Regions from separate parts of the Arabidopsis thaliana genome. Here region 2 is linked to region 1. Evidence: chromatin contacts called from public targeted proximity ligation data. All regions are on one chromosome and are shown on one strand. The core of a region is the stretch at or near the end of the contact, and the rest is flanking DNA. Distances in the headings are between cores, read along the strand shown. Region 1 holds the start of AT1G47530 (MATE efflux family protein). Region 2 holds the start of DYW1 (Pentatricopeptide repeat (PPR) superfamily protein).

What was found.
Region 2: a contact with region 1 is called in a targeted proximity ligation map of shoot, with 18 read pairs. A contact is called at or near these places in 1 of 26 Hi-C or Micro-C datasets (vegetative nucleus) and 1 of 2 datasets of targeted methods (shoot).

Annotation. Positions count from the first base shown.
Region 1 is chr1:17,449,825-17,453,987 of TAIR10.1, reverse strand. AT1G47530 (MATE efflux family protein) reads right to left here and starts at 2,435. Exons shown (of 8, transcript NM_103646.4): 1 at 1,995-2,435; 2 at 1,404-1,599; 3 at 969-1,314; 4 at 786-872; 5 at 644-700; 6 at 194-551; 7 at 25-111. The coding sequence starts at 2,264.
Region 2 is chr1:17,483,757-17,487,965 of TAIR10.1, reverse strand. DYW1 (Pentatricopeptide repeat (PPR) superfamily protein) reads right to left here and starts at 2,390. Exons shown (of 1, transcript NM_103651.4): 1 at 1,503-2,390. The coding sequence starts at 2,298. The coding sequence ends at 1,579. AT1G47578 (Biotin/lipoate A/B protein ligase family) reads right to left here and starts at 3,618. Exons shown (of 4, transcript NM_001198235.2): 1 at 3,465-3,618; 2 at 3,103-3,367; 3 at 2,868-3,018; 4 at 2,496-2,785. The coding sequence starts at 3,601. The coding sequence ends at 2,496. AT1G07393 (a small nucleolar RNA gene) reads left to right here and starts at 4,009; the gene lies at 4,009-4,061. It also overlaps the pseudogene ATPUP20.

The DNA of each region.
Region 1 (4,163 bases), core at 1,186-3,685:
CAACTAAAAGACAAAGTAAGAGACCTCTTTGTTCCAGTTAGTGAAGTAGATGATTCCAATCAATATAAGTGTCTGCAAGCATATTCCAGCTACCATACCTCCCCATATTCCCTACAAAAATATACAAATGATTTAACACCAGATTAAAAAGAACAAGGCTAATACAAAATGGTCATATTAGTAAATAGCTAACCTGAACGCCGAGGTCTAGTGTGAATCCAAGAACAAGACCAGCAGGTAGTCCGATAATGTAATAACACGCAATGTTCACGTATGCAACCAGAGCCTGCCACCCCGCTCCAACCGCAACCCCTGACAAGACGGGCTGGAGGCTGTTCAAGAGGACAGTGAAGCCCAACAAGACGGCTATTCTCGTGGTTTCTGCTGCCACAGCTTCGCTTGAAGTGAAAAGATAAGGGAAGCTGTCTTTTGTGGCTAAGACAACAATCATGCACACTATCCCGATAAGAGTTGAAGTTATGGAGACGACTATCACTGAGAATTTGGCTAACGCTGCGTTTCCTGCACCCAGCTCATTCGATACTCTCACACTGATCACACCAAGAGACAAAGTTCACCAGTTCATGAGATTTTTATTAGCTTTCCAAATGTGGCTCCTGAAACATAAAGGTAGAGAACTTACCTAATCGCAGCGTTAAACCCGATCGAAATCATGGCAGTCCACCCTTCTATATTCATGCTGTGAACCCCAAAACATAAAATATGTTACTAAACAAACCTATTTTCAGTGAGAAACTAACCAAAGATCAGCACAAATTGATTACCAAATGGAGATGGCATCGACTGGTATCAACGGGTTAGGAAGGAGACCGGTAACAACAACCAGAACCATCAAGTACCAAAACTCCAAACTGCAAAACAAAAACAACTAACCTTTCATTACAAGCGAAGTCTCAGCTAACGTAAGTCTAAAGCTATCTTCTAGCCAAAAAAAATTGGATAGGTACCAAAGCATAAGAGCAGAGGCTAAGGAAAGTTTGACAAATCCATAGAGGTCCCGAAACGCTAGCATAGAAAATCCAGTCCACGCACCGTCTGATTTGGTGATTAAGATATACAAAAGCTGACCAATAACAATCAACCACCACGAGGTATTGAGAGTGATAGCTGCACCTACAAGTCCCCACTTAAAGTAAAGAATGAAGAGCCAGCTAAAAACTGCATGTATAACTAAAACCACTCCAGAGATCCAAGCCATCACAAGAACTTTCCTCTGTGACTGCAAGAATTTCTGTATCGGGAAGTTGGCTGCATAGGCAAATAGTTGCGGGATCATCCACAATGCGAACTTCCCTGAAAATTATAACAACGCAGAAGTTGTTACGTGAACATTGACTCCAAACTCAAAACCAATTGGCAAAAAGGAATAACAAGAATGATACCCGCGGCTTTAGAGATGTGAGGAGCCTCGCCGAAGAAGGAAAGAATAGGAGGAGCCCAAATGTAGACGGGAAGCAAAAACAAAGCAGTAGTAAAGAGAATGACCCATGAACGTTGCATATATATTCCCATCATCCTAATCTGTCCCGCGCCATATGCTTGTCCACACAACGTCTCCAATGCACTCCCCATCCCTAACTGCCACCATTTTCCATCATCAAAATGTTTATATTGTTTGATCTCTAAGCTTTTTTCATAGGAAACTTAAATGACAAGCAACAAAATTCAAGAGAGCTTACACAAGGACCCTCGTAGAGATTACTTGTATAACAAATATTATAACACTGAACTCAACTACATTAATATATCTACTTTATTTGAATATAAAACACACTGTTAGGATTTACTTAATCACAATTACGAAACAATTTTAAATGTATGGGAAAATCTACTTCATTGATATTAACGAATATTGATATTAATTAATACAAAAAAAGTCCTCAAATATTGACTTTTATTTCTGTGGCTATTATTAGAACACATTATCCATTACCAAGAACCTGACACGTGTGAAGGGTGTTTACGTAACATACCATGACACCGAAGGCAAGACCGGAGATAACAGAGTTTTCAACTGAGACGGCGGCGAGCTCAAGTTCACCGAGACGGCCGGAGAAAGTCTGAGTGAGAGCACCAAGAGAGTATTGACTTATGGCAGTGAAAATCGCTGGTCCTGCTAACTCCCAAAGCCGCTTCGACTCTTCGCCGAACTCTTTGGCCCATACTTTTGACGCCGACTTGGTTCCGGTGAGTTCCGGTGGCTCACGAGGGTCAAGCAACGGCAAAGTCTTATCCTTTCCCATGTGAAAAAAGCTCTGTTTTAGTTTCTCTTCTTTGCTTTCTCTTTGTTCTGACTTATGATATATGTATATAAATACAGAAGATGGAGACACACTAGTGTGGTAGGTGCCATAATGAATAGTCTAAAAAGGTCTGACATGAGATCTATCCAAAAGAAATAAACCGCCAAAAATGACTAAACGAAGGTAATGGAATTATTTAGTACATATTCTATAGTTTTGGTATGAATCGGCCTAATTTGGTAGTTAAATATTATCAGCATAATTTCTTAATATGAATAAATCTCAATTTAATGGGATTGTTAAGAGTATGGATTGGTTGAAAACTTGAAATGATAGTGTGATATGATAACAAAGATTTTTGTAATAGTTTATTTGGTTTTTGTTTTTGGGCCGAAGTTTGGGGCCGAAACTTTAAACACGTAGTTGAATGCAAGAAAAAAAAAAAAAAACTTGTGGTAATATGAAGAAGTACGTATGTACTAGGTAGGTACACTTTAGTTTTTCCTAGAAGGAGTTAACCGAGTCGTACAAGTAATTAAAATTATTGTGGACAGTGAATATAATGGACCAATGAGGACTTACCAGCTCGTTAGAAATACTTCGACCAAGGTTAAATATAATCAGACGGCTCTTTGAGTCCTAAATTGGGTTCAAAGGGTGACAACGGCAATGAACATTTAGTCACTTACCCTATCGCATTGAATTGGTGGATCTTGTTTTTATTTTCTTTTTAATATTAGGTGTTGGTGAAAGTGCAAAAGAAATTAATAAAATTGATGAACCAAAAAATCGACAGCATTTTGTAACAAGAAAAGCTTTTACACTGTCTGAACTTAACCAAAAGGAGAGTGAATCATGCATGGTCAATTGGTCATTGGTTAGTGCTCAAATTAACCATTGTTGTGAGAGCGAAGTTGTTGTGAAACTAAGAGAAATAAAAAGTCATGAACCAAATAATCGACATCGTTTTATATCAAAGAAATGCGAAAATATTACTTTGAACTTTAACCAAAAAGAGAGTGAATCATGGTAGATGATTATTGAATCGTGATCAAATTAACCATTGTTGTAAGAGCGTAGTTGTTGTATCATGGGATTCTTGCGGTAGTGAGGAAGCTATGTTTCAGAATAACTAGTCTATACTGAGAGGGATGAATCCTCGTTGTATCACATATTGCATGTGGACTCAAAAGATTTCACTCCTTGGTTGTTAGTTTTGTTCACATATTTCTTTTGTTTCGAAAACTAACATAGATTAACTCTTGTGAGTATTTAGTTACAATATCAAACCGTGGTGGCCTAAGCTGCTTAAGGTTACATCGATTGCCTCTGAAGGAGATATGGATGGTGTGATTGTGAAAGATATTATGGAGAATATTAAGGAAAGAGGTGATATGAGGTTTGGATCGAGGTTGCATTTTCCTGATTGCAGAGATGGGACGACCGGGAAGATGAACTATGTGTGTGATGAAGCCAGATTACGGTTCGAGCTCGGCTCTCAAAGAACGGCAACTTTATTTAGAAAACGCTCTGCTTGTCCCTTGATTGTTTAGCGTTCAAACTGTTGGATATTCCTTGCCTTTAGATGTTGAGTTTTCCCTTTAATAAAAAATACTATAAAAGTGTATTGTCCTACTACAGCTTTGATTCAAAATTATCCAAATTTATCCCAAAGAATCACTTTCTTTGCACTAATGAAGTAATGAGGCTACCACATTTTGTTTTCTTACCTGAAGTGAGCTAATATCTAAAGAACCAGACATTATATAAACAAGTGATTGAATACAAATTTGATTTCACATTTGCATATGAGAATTTAGTAGTCATACAATATTGAATAATTGCTCAGAATGTCCTTTCCACACTACCCCTTTTCAATTCTACCTTTTCTTATTTGCC
Region 2 (4,209 bases), core at 1,141-3,640, 34 kb before region 1:
CCGGATAGAATAACACAAGGTATGTGTATACATATCTTCCTTTTTTTTTTATTGAATGTGTATTCATATTACACCGATAATGTGTTAATCTATACAAGTTGAAATAATATAAAGTACATCTTTTCTTTTGTTGGTTTATTTCAAGAAGAAGAAGCTAATATTGGAGTTAAGAATCAACCAAGAGCAACGACATCAATAGCTTCTGATCGGTCACAAATTCTCAAGACACGAAACTGGTGGATTTGTATCTTTGTCTGCTCTGGTTTTGTCGTAACAGGACGTGTTTTATCAACACTTCTTTTAAACTACTACTTCATCCAAACAGGACGTGATGCTTGTGACGATCCAAAACAATTTAAAGGAACCTGGCTTCAATCTTTTCTCCAAAACGCTGCGTTTCCATCTATAGCCTTCCTTCTTCTCTTGTGGCGTTCTTTATTCTCCACTCATGGAGAAACTCAATCTTCTTCTTCTTTTGGAAAACTCTTTCTTCTTTACATCTCTCTCGGTGTCCTCTTTTCGGCTTATAGCCAACTCTACGCAATTGGGAGAACTCATTGTGTGTTCTTCTTTTGGATCTTTACTACACAATTGATCTTCACTTCCATATTTACAGCGATTATTAACAAACACAAATTCAACCGTTGGATCATATTATCCATCGTCCTTTCTGGAGTTGCTACGGGCATTACATCTTCGGATGATGCCTATTATCCCTGCGAAAGTGAAGGATGGAAAATGAGCTACGGTGCTTGGTGTAGCTTCTTTGGCACGGTAGCCTTCTCTTTATCTCTATGTATCATGCAATTAGGGTTCCAAAAGGTTATACCTAAGACAGAGAGTAGAGTTTCCGCGGTGATGTTGATGCAAACCAATGCTTCTATGATTGCAACGTTGATATGTTTGGTTGGATTGTTTGTAAGCGGTGAGTTCAAAGATATCAAGGAAGATTTCGAGACGTTTAAAACGGGGAAGCCACTTTACGTTTTGAGTCTTATCGGATTATCACTTGCATGGCAAGTAATGTCTTTAGGGCTTGTGGGTCTTGTGTGTTTGGCTTCTTCCCTTTTCTCTAATGTTGTCAGCTTCTCCGCGACACCTGTAGCGAACATTTTCGTTGTGTTGGCGTTTCGGTTTATGGATGACGACATTGGATGGTTTAAGGGAGGAGCTCTGTTAGCTGGGATCCTTGGGTTTGCATCTTATGTATATTCCTTGTACAAGGCTATTAAGAAACAGGAAATAGCAAGCCAAACTGAATTAGTAAGAGTATGATTAATGATTTGTATGTATAATTGTGATCCTATTTATTTAGTGTTTGTCCATTTCACTGATGCCTTTTAAAGAGATCAAGTTTGAGTAAATATGTTTGTTAGAGAGTTGGCAGATAATCTCCACAAGAGCAGCTACTATCTCTAAAATGATGAAACGTCTTGTTATCTCTTACAATGATCTATCTATCTTCAATACTCGATGATAAATAAACGTTTGAGGAAAAAGCATTGGAAGTTGCATAAATGGCTTATGCCCATAGTTTAGTATAACTTTGTAGAATTTCACATCTTTTAATACAAAAGTCTACCAATAATCTCCACAAGAGCAGTTACCATCTCTAAAATGATGGAACCTCTTGTTATCTCTTACAATGATCTCTCTATCTTCGATACTCGATAATATCTTTATGAAGTTATGGCAATCTCCACATATCCTCAGATTCTTCATCACCCTTATTGTCGTCCCTGGAGGAGTGTTTATAATCCCGAAAGCAATAGCTAACCGTTCACTATGATGCATCAAGGCTTTCTCTTTAGCTTCTTCATCAATGTCGTGAAGAACATACTTAGTCTCTGGTACATAGCCTGCGTCTCTCACTTCTTTCCCTAAAGATTTCAGCTTTACGTAGGCCTTGCTTCTATCTACAATAGCTTTCTTCTCACCCCCTGAAATCTCTGGCTTATCTCCTCTAACCTTTGTTGAATGACTAGAAGGTGAGATATGTCGTAAAGTAGTATCTTTTCGTACAGTGTTTCTTACTACTGAACCTGAAAGTCCTCTTGCTGTTTCTCTGCCACCGCTCCAAGTATCTAAATTTCTTTCAGGCAGTTTATCAAATACTTTGGGAGAAGTTTCCTTGACTTGAGTCTCAACTCCATCAGAGCTTTGAACTTGACTCTCACCCGCAATTCCCTTTGCTCTCGAGGTGATTCGTTGAAAAGATGAAGTTTCTCTCTCACAGAAGATTGCTTTAGGGACAGAGAAGGAGCAAAAACTCATGGAGAAAGCAGCTTCCAGAGCCATCCCTTTGTGGTCAATCCAAGAAGCAGATAAGCTTTCTTTGGAGAGAGAAATAGAGAAATCAAATCTCTCACACACATATCTACAAGAAAACAAACAACTTAACAAACTGCCAATAAAATCACTGGTCCACAAAAGGTTTCCTGCATAACCACCATCCCATAAATCACTTGTAAGCTAAGTAAGAACCACAAAATCCTTCAGCATTCCAATTTGAATACTGTTTGCTTTTCCATCTGAAGCTGAAAAACTTCAGAGAATTCCTTTAGTAACGACTCATGAGCTATATCTAACAACTGCAAATCTTCAAGCTTATTATAATGTTCTCCATCCTCAATCAAACCCTTTACGCTTCCAACCCCACGGTTCCTTATCCCACATGGAACTATGGAGTTAAAGGGTGTTAAATCTGTTGTAACATTAAGAGCTAGACCATGATATGTCATCCATTTCGACACACGAATACCTATCGCCGCCATTTTTTTGTTGCCTATATAAATACATATGTATTAGTTCACTAGCAAGAATCAGATCAAACCACAGTAAGAAGTGAAGATTATGAACAAACATACCAACCCAAACTCCAGTAAAACCGTCGAGACGAGAAGCATTGATGGCGAAAGCCGAAGAAAGAACACGAATAACTACTTCCTCAAGCTTCCTTAAGTACCAATGAAGATCCATTTTGTGATTCCGTAGATTGATTATAGGATACATAACTAGCTACATTTCACATTCATTGACAAACCATTAGCTTCAATATTGATGAATTTGAGAAGAAAACAAAGGAGACTCATTGTGTTTTACCTGACCAGGACCATGATAAGTAACTTCACCACCACGTTCTGTTCTATAAACATCGAAAGGAGCATTCTTTATGTCGAAATTGAGATAATTCTCTGAGCTTCCAGTTCCCATTGTGTAAACAGAAGGATGTTGTAGTATAATTAATGAATCTGAACACTCTTGGTTTTTATCAATCAAAGCTTTTTTCTCATTGAGAATGCTTTTTTGCCATGACCAAGCTTTCTTGTATGGAATTAATTGATCGTAGAGATCAAAACACTCACACCTGTAAAAATGTATACTCTGTTATGCATTGTTGAAGAATGCACGTAACGTGTTCGTTAAAATTCCTCAAAGAGAAAATAAAGAGAGAGGAACATTACTTTCTTGGGTTTGTGTGATTCTTCGAGTTCATTATCTTGAGAGATGTAGATACTCTGTTTCTGTTGAAGTCACTAAGATGGTGGTGATGATGGAGCTTTGGGTTCGTAACAGAGCTTGTTGCAACGGAAAAAACCATGTCTTTCGAGATAAATTATCAAACTTTAAGGCTTAGAAATTTCGAAGAAGCAGAAGTTTTGGAGTAATGGCGGAGACACCAAGGAAACTGTGAGAGTATTTTCGAAATAATTGAACATTGTTAGGGCTATTTTGGTCTTTTAACAGAGGGTTTGCCCTAATTTCTGGGTTCACTATATATATAATACAACTGATACACTGAGAAGTTATTGAGAACTGCAAATCTTTAAATCTCTGTTTGTCAAAATTATCTTTTCGAGCTAGCTAAAGCTTACAGATTCTGGTTTTTGTTATCCTTTTAAGATCAACCTTGAGTTTGTTGTTTTACGGTATTTGCAATTTTGTATTTGAAGTTTTTCTGTGAAAACAAAAATGGTGGTGATGATGAAGAAAAAATGACCTTTTATCACATGATTGAGATTTTTTAATCTCGTGATTACCTTTCAAGCACTTCTGAGCCACCTTTTGATTTTTTTGTTCTTTATAGAATTGGTTGTAATTGATAAGCTGAATTTGCTAGCCGCATTGATTTGGCCATGAAATGATAAAAGATCGATTTTTTTGTTTAATGCTTTATTTCTGGTTGAACTTGAATCTGATTATTTGACG